2 separate regions of the Zea mays genome follow, and region 1 is linked to region 2. The links are chromatin contacts, called in public Hi-C maps. All regions are on one chromosome and are shown on one strand. Each heading gives the region's core, a stretch centred on a gene start, on an enhancer-like site or on the middle of the called end of the contact. The rest is flanking DNA. Distances are from core to core; before and after follow the strand shown. Region 1 holds the start of LOC100304399. Region 2 holds the start of LOC103640822.

Evidence for each region. A called contact is a pair of places that touch in the nucleus more often than the background predicts.
Region 1: a Hi-C map of bundle sheath shows a contact between it and region 2, with 2.1 times the contacts expected there. The contact joins the promoter of LOC100304399 here to the promoter of LOC103640822 in region 2. A contact is called at or near these places in 9 of 25 Hi-C or Micro-C datasets (bundle sheath, ear, endosperm and 4 more) and 1 of 3 datasets of contacts at active chromatin or transcription factors (leaf).

The regions. Positions count from the first base shown.
Region 1 is chr10:9,188,156-9,191,222 of Zm-B73-REFERENCE-NAM-5.0, reverse strand. LOC100304399 reads right to left here and starts at 1,336. Exons shown (of 18, transcript NM_001165835.1): 1 at 1,225-1,336; 2 at 1,066-1,141; 3 at 935-985. The coding sequence starts at 1,278.
Region 2 is chr10:9,042,918-9,046,052 of Zm-B73-REFERENCE-NAM-5.0, reverse strand. LOC103640822 reads right to left here and starts at 1,515. Exons shown (of 3, transcript XM_008664288.2): 1 at 1,252-1,515; 2 at 40-1,178. The coding sequence starts at 1,330.

The sequences.
Region 1 (3,067 bases), core at 87-2,586, 150 kb before region 2:
AAAAATATCAGTAACTGCTGAAGTCAATCATGTTGATTTATCTTGGCACCTCCTTTTTTATGAGTACCTCAAATTGGGTATCTATAGCCTACCAGGCTACCACAACTTAATTGGGAATAAAAGGTTTGCTGCTGCTGTTGTAGATGCATTAAATCATTTAAATTTGTGGTTTTGGGACAATCTTAAATAATTTCATAACAATCTCAGTTAAGTATTAGCCAAGCAGTCTTGGTCCTTAAAAGCTGCAGTCGAATTTACGCATGAAAAATAACAATTGTGTTCTCTCTTTTCAGAGAGAAAGAGGCTATTATTGTTCTAAGGAAAATAATATTCTCGTTTCGTTTTTCATTTATAGTGTTAAAGTAGTGCAGTGGTAAGAACTGTCTCACTGAGCCACCAGGTCGTGGATTCGAAGCAGTCTCTCCACATTGCGGGGGAATGCTTGCCTTGGTTTATACCTTACCCAGACTCTATACATGTGGAAGCCTACGGCACTGGGTCTATTCTTGTTTTAGTGTTAAAGCAGAAAACATAGAAAGAAGTGTCCCTTGGTATTCACAAAAGCTCTGCTAAACGTGCAATTGTTTTCTTATAACTCAAATGCAAGTCAGGATCAGAAGGCCAAAGTCACCTGGGATGATAGCTCTTAAACGAATCAGATGGTTTAAATATATGATTATAATGGAGTTGTGCACAAAAGGTAAAAAAAATGAAGGCACCCCGGATAGAAAGCAGAAAGATAGACCTAATATTAACCAGAACATGAGGTCTTGGTTTCAATTGTCGCTACAGGATAACATTAGGTTTTAACAACTATGAGGCCTACTGTAGCAATAAACCAAACAACAACTAATTTCACAAGATGAACCACTGTGTATGGTCAAATGGAAACGTGGAATTACACTATGGTTATCAATTTGGCCGAAGTACTAACCATGAAACGACCTGCTCGGACACCACCAGCCCGGGCTCCGCCGCTCCCTCCCTGTCCAATTCACCGATAAGCAACACAGGCCTACGCGGTCAATACATTCGAAAAGCATGAAAAAAAAGAAGGCGACTTACCTGGTTCAGGCAGACGCGGCGGTGCGGTCCACGCCGAGGCGGCAGCGGCGGCGAGGTGGCGGGCGAACAACTCGCGCTGGCAACGGAGATGAAGAGGTAAGCAGTGGAATTCGGGATTGTATGGAGGACAAATGAGGGATGTGAGATGAGGAAGCTCACCGTAGAGGAAGAGTTCGCCACGGCGGCGAGCCTGGAGGCGGCGGCGCGCGCCATGGGATGGAGGCGGCCTGTGTCCCGGTGGAAACCCTACTTTGCACAGGCAGGCACAGACACTCAGACAGAGTGGGGCTGTTGTGGCTCAAGCCGCTCGAAAAAATGGCACGGTTTGGATGTCACTGTTGCGGCGTGCAATTCGGAATTGGCATTTATCTACACGAATACCGCTGTTTGGTTGGCACCGGAATTCGACGGTGTAAATTGTACGTCAATATCGAGGTGGAATTGCAGCACATAGCACACACCGTCAATTCCGAGGGTCACCCTCTGATTTGCACAGAATTGAGGTCTATTTCAATACAGAGGTAGACTTGATATTAGATCAATTTCAATTCTATGGCTCTTCATGTCTACATCCAAACGGAGCCTTTATAAATTCTCTCAACTTTTAGCTATCACAAGTCTTTTAGAGCAACTCCAGTAGTTTTCTAAAGGACTCCTAAGTAGTTAGCCTAAAAACTTCTCTCCAACGGTTCTCTAAATTAACTTCCTAAATTTAGTCACTTTTCATCTAACATCATTTTCTCCCTATATTTAGCAACAATTTATCAACTCTCGAAACATAAAAATGACCCTTCCTTATTGATGTGCGCCTCATCCTTCTTCTTTCTATAGAACTTTTTCTGCTTCTTCCCTTTCTTGTCTTGATTCTAGTCATTTTCATTATCTGGACATTGAGCAATAAAATGATTATACTTATCTTACTTAAATCATGAGCGTTTTTCCCATGATTTGTTCTTGTTGGGATAGTCCTTGCGTCCCTTCAAAGTGGTCTTGAAGTGCTTGATTACAAGCGTCATTTCTTCCTCGTTAAGGCTGACTGCTTCAACTTGTGTCACCTTGTTTGGGAGCGTCTCCTTATTGGTTGTTGCTTTGAGTGCAATGGGTTGTTGCTCGTATCAATGAAGAGGTCCATTGGCGACGTCGTCGACGTACCTTGCTTCTTTTACCATCATGCGCCCGTTTACAAACTTACCAAAAATTTCTTCGGGTGACATTTTGGTATACCTGGGGTTCTCACAAATAAGATTAACAAGATGATGATCAATAACAGTAAGTGACCTTAACATGAGGCGCACAATGTCATGATTCATCCATCTTGTACTTCTATAGCTTCAAATCTTGTTCACCAGGGTCTTAAGCCTATTGTATGTATTAGTTGGCTTCTCACCCCTCTTCATGGTGAACCTCACCAGCTCGCCTTCCACCAAATCCATCTTGGTGATCATTGTGGCGTCATTTCTCTCATGAGCGATTTTGAGGGTGTCCCGTATTTCATTGGCATTGTCCAAGCCACTAACCTTGATGTATTCATCCCTGTATGGAGATGCTAAAAGAACAATAGTAGCCTGAGCATTGTTATGAATTTGTTCATAGATTAATATAGCATCGTCATTAATATCAAAATGTATTCCATTTCTATTACTTACCAAATGTTAGGATGAAGAGAAAATAGATGAATATGCATTCTATGGCTCTAAAAAGAATAATCTTCCCCATCAAAGTGAGGGGCTTGCCAAGAGGAATAGACAATAAATGAGCATTAGAGTTGTACGAAGCGTGGGAATAATCAAAAGAGTAATTTGGTTAACCGTCTTTTTATTTAAAGAAGAGTTGCATCATCATCCTTCGGTGAAGATGAGGAGCCATCATTGTCGTAGTAGACTATTTTCTTGATGCACCTCTTCTTCCTGTCCTTCTTCTTGTTGTTTGAGCCTGAGTCGATGGGCTTATCTCCCTTTGGCTCATTGTTGTTGATGGTCTCCTCCTTGTCGTCGATCACAAT
Region 2 (3,135 bases), core at 266-2,765:
TTAATAGAATTTTTTTCGAATTATAGATAGATCACAAACCTCTTGCACAACTGGAATTAGATCTTGAACTGTTTTTGCTGATTTCTTGTATTGAATTGATTGTATGGCACGAAAAAACCCCAAGTCTAATATATTAAAATCTGGGGAATTCGCCGGTTGACAAGTGAGACGAATGTCGAAACCATCTTGTTGTGCAGCTTCACAAAACATTGGATCGTTAACTTCAATATGAGATGGCGCGTTGTCTTGTTGAATATAAATTGGTTTGTTGACATCTTCACGTGGCCACTTAGCTTTAATAGATGGAAGTACCTTTTGTATCATGAACTCTCTAACGACATCTCTCTTTATCGAAGTGATGGGTTTCACTTCCATTGTTCCAGCTGGACGATTAATACTACTCCTTTTTGCACGTTCAAAAGTAACTAAAGGGAAGCATCCAATCTTCCCATCGAACGTGCAAATTCCATTCTCAAATCTTGGACGAGCGGTGGCACATAAGAACATGAGCTTCGGGATGTTGTTCTTACTCCGACAAGTACGATAAGGCTCATCCTCATCGGGCAACAAATAATACCTCTCAGATTTTCGAGTAATGAAGAACCACTTCTCATCAATGAAAACATGGTCAAAAATACTCTTAAACCTTGGATTGTCATGCAAAGTCTCATGCTCAAGCATGTCAACACACCACTGTAGCCTAGACTTCTTGTTTTCATCGGTAAGATGCGGTTTGATACTACTCGTGTGCCTTCTAACTTTCCCTTGTTTCACGTGTTTCAAAAGTGTTCTCTTGCAAACACCAAGTACTTTAGCTGAATCTTCAAGAGTGGTTCTTTCCTTAAGAGGAACATTGCGCAATCGCTCATAGTTTACTGGACTTGGCTTACGACCACATTTACCTCTCTTTTTACTAGCAAAACTAACCATAATACCAAGATCAAGTGAGAGTTTACCTTCAGCCCAACATCGTTGTACAGTTCGAATTCCAAGATTATACATTACGGCAACTTCGCTAGTAGCATTCCTTGGTAGCACTCCATTCTTACTTCTTCGCAGCAGTTCCTGGAATACTTGATTTAAAACAACTTCGGAAGCATCTTTCCGCTGAACACTCTCAACTGGTGCTGCCACATTCAGGTCAAACATATGAACTGGTTCTTGGTTCATATCAAAACCTGTTAAAAAAATTGGATTAGAGAAGAACATAAAACAAGAAGATAAAACAAATGAATACACCATGTATCGTACCTAAATCTGTCACAAAAGGTTGTTGTATATTCAGGTCAAACAACGCCATTGCTTTCTGTAGGAGTTCAAATGAAAACATTTCGTTTGTGCGCAACAAGTGAGGCTATATAGCCAGCAAAACAGTGAAAAAAGTAGCGGGAGCAAGAAAAGAAATGCGCCAGAGAGAAAAAAGTAGCGCCAAACAGAATTTTGCCGCGCCCCGCCATGCATTTGCATGCAAAATGGTGTACCCGCGCATGCAAAATGGTCTCGCGTGAGTCAAGAAAAAAGAAAATGCGCTAGAGAGAAAAAAGTAAGGCGCCAAACAGAATCTTGCCGCGCCACGCCATGCATTTGCATGCAAAATGGTGTACCCGCACATGCAAAATTGAAAAAAAAAATAGTCTTGTGTGACTCAAGAATCGAACCTGGATCTCCTGCCTGGGAAGGAGTGAAGAGAACCAATCCAGCTATTAAAGGGATTACGCTAAGAATGGAAAAGAGTGGTAGTTATTAGTTTCTTGGTATGCGAGAAGCTGTCCAAAACGTCAGTTTTTAGTACACCGGAGGGAGTAGCTCGGATCACATCAAGCGTTTGACTTTTAAATAGGAGTATGAAATATAGACCCAACCAACTGGACTAGATTCGTCTCGTCTTTTAATCTTCGGCTGACAAATTAGTTTTATAATCCGATTACATTTAATACCCGGAACGGAGGTTCAAATATTCGATAGGACAGGGGTTAAATTTTAGTGGGGTGTAACCAAACACCCCCTAAGCGGTATACTGTAGGTTGTTGCCAGAACTGTTAGGATTAATTAATTTGCTGGAGAGTTGTCTGAGCAAATCCTCTGAAAGGAAGATGCAGTGCAGCGTTTGCCCGTGCAACATTTCCTGTGTCAGATGGCTGCCAAGCTTGCGACTACACCAGAGCTGCAGAAAACATGTCCAACACGGCAGCAACGCGTACGCATTCTCTTTACTCCGTCACCCTCCTAGTGAAAAAAAAGGGAAGGCAAATGCAAAGTAGTAGGTTTGTTTATAGCAGTACGCCTAGAACAAACACGCATTAGTTTAGTGATGATGGAGCACACTGGCTAATCTCGTCGAACCTGTCTTTGACCAGATTCAGTGCAGACGGGTACATTCACACGTATCGAAGAGGAACAGCAGCAACTTTTGGAATGGTGAATCTAACTCGAGTTTTTCTTCTTCTTATCCTTATTCTTATTCTATCAAAGAGAAGATTAAAAAGCAGGATTCAAAAATTCTACGACAAAAACAAAAAAAAAAAGAACAAAGAAAACAAAAAGGAGGAGCCATTCTCGCACGTTGTCCTCCTCTTCCATGTCGGCAACACACACACACACACTTATCACGACCGATCAATTCTACTATGGGATGTTTAGCCCAGGCGAAACATCTCTGCCTTTTCTCGCCAATATCATATACACCCGAGTACGGACGGCCATGGAGAATGGTTTTAAAAAAAAACGTTGGATACTTTGTTTTTTTATAAAAAAAAGGCCCATAACAAATTGTCCCAAACTTGCCCACCTCCTTCCTTACAACAACAAAAAAAAAATAACAGTATACAAATCCAGCCACGCATATGCGATGATGAGCGAAGACCCACTTTTAAAATTCGTGCAACTCACCCGCACAACGCTTTATATGTGATCCAATCCAAATTCCCCCCCCCCCCCCCCCCCCCCCACCCCCCTGCGATTTCACACGTGCGCAGCCGAGTGCTAGGTAGCCGACATCACGCGACAATGACGTGACGTGGAGAGGGAGCTAGGAGTACAATAATGACGGGGCTCTCGTCTTGCGACACGTGTGATCGTTGACTGAGCCAAACCAGCATGGAGGAGAGGACAACGCGAGGCACGCCGGTCAACAAG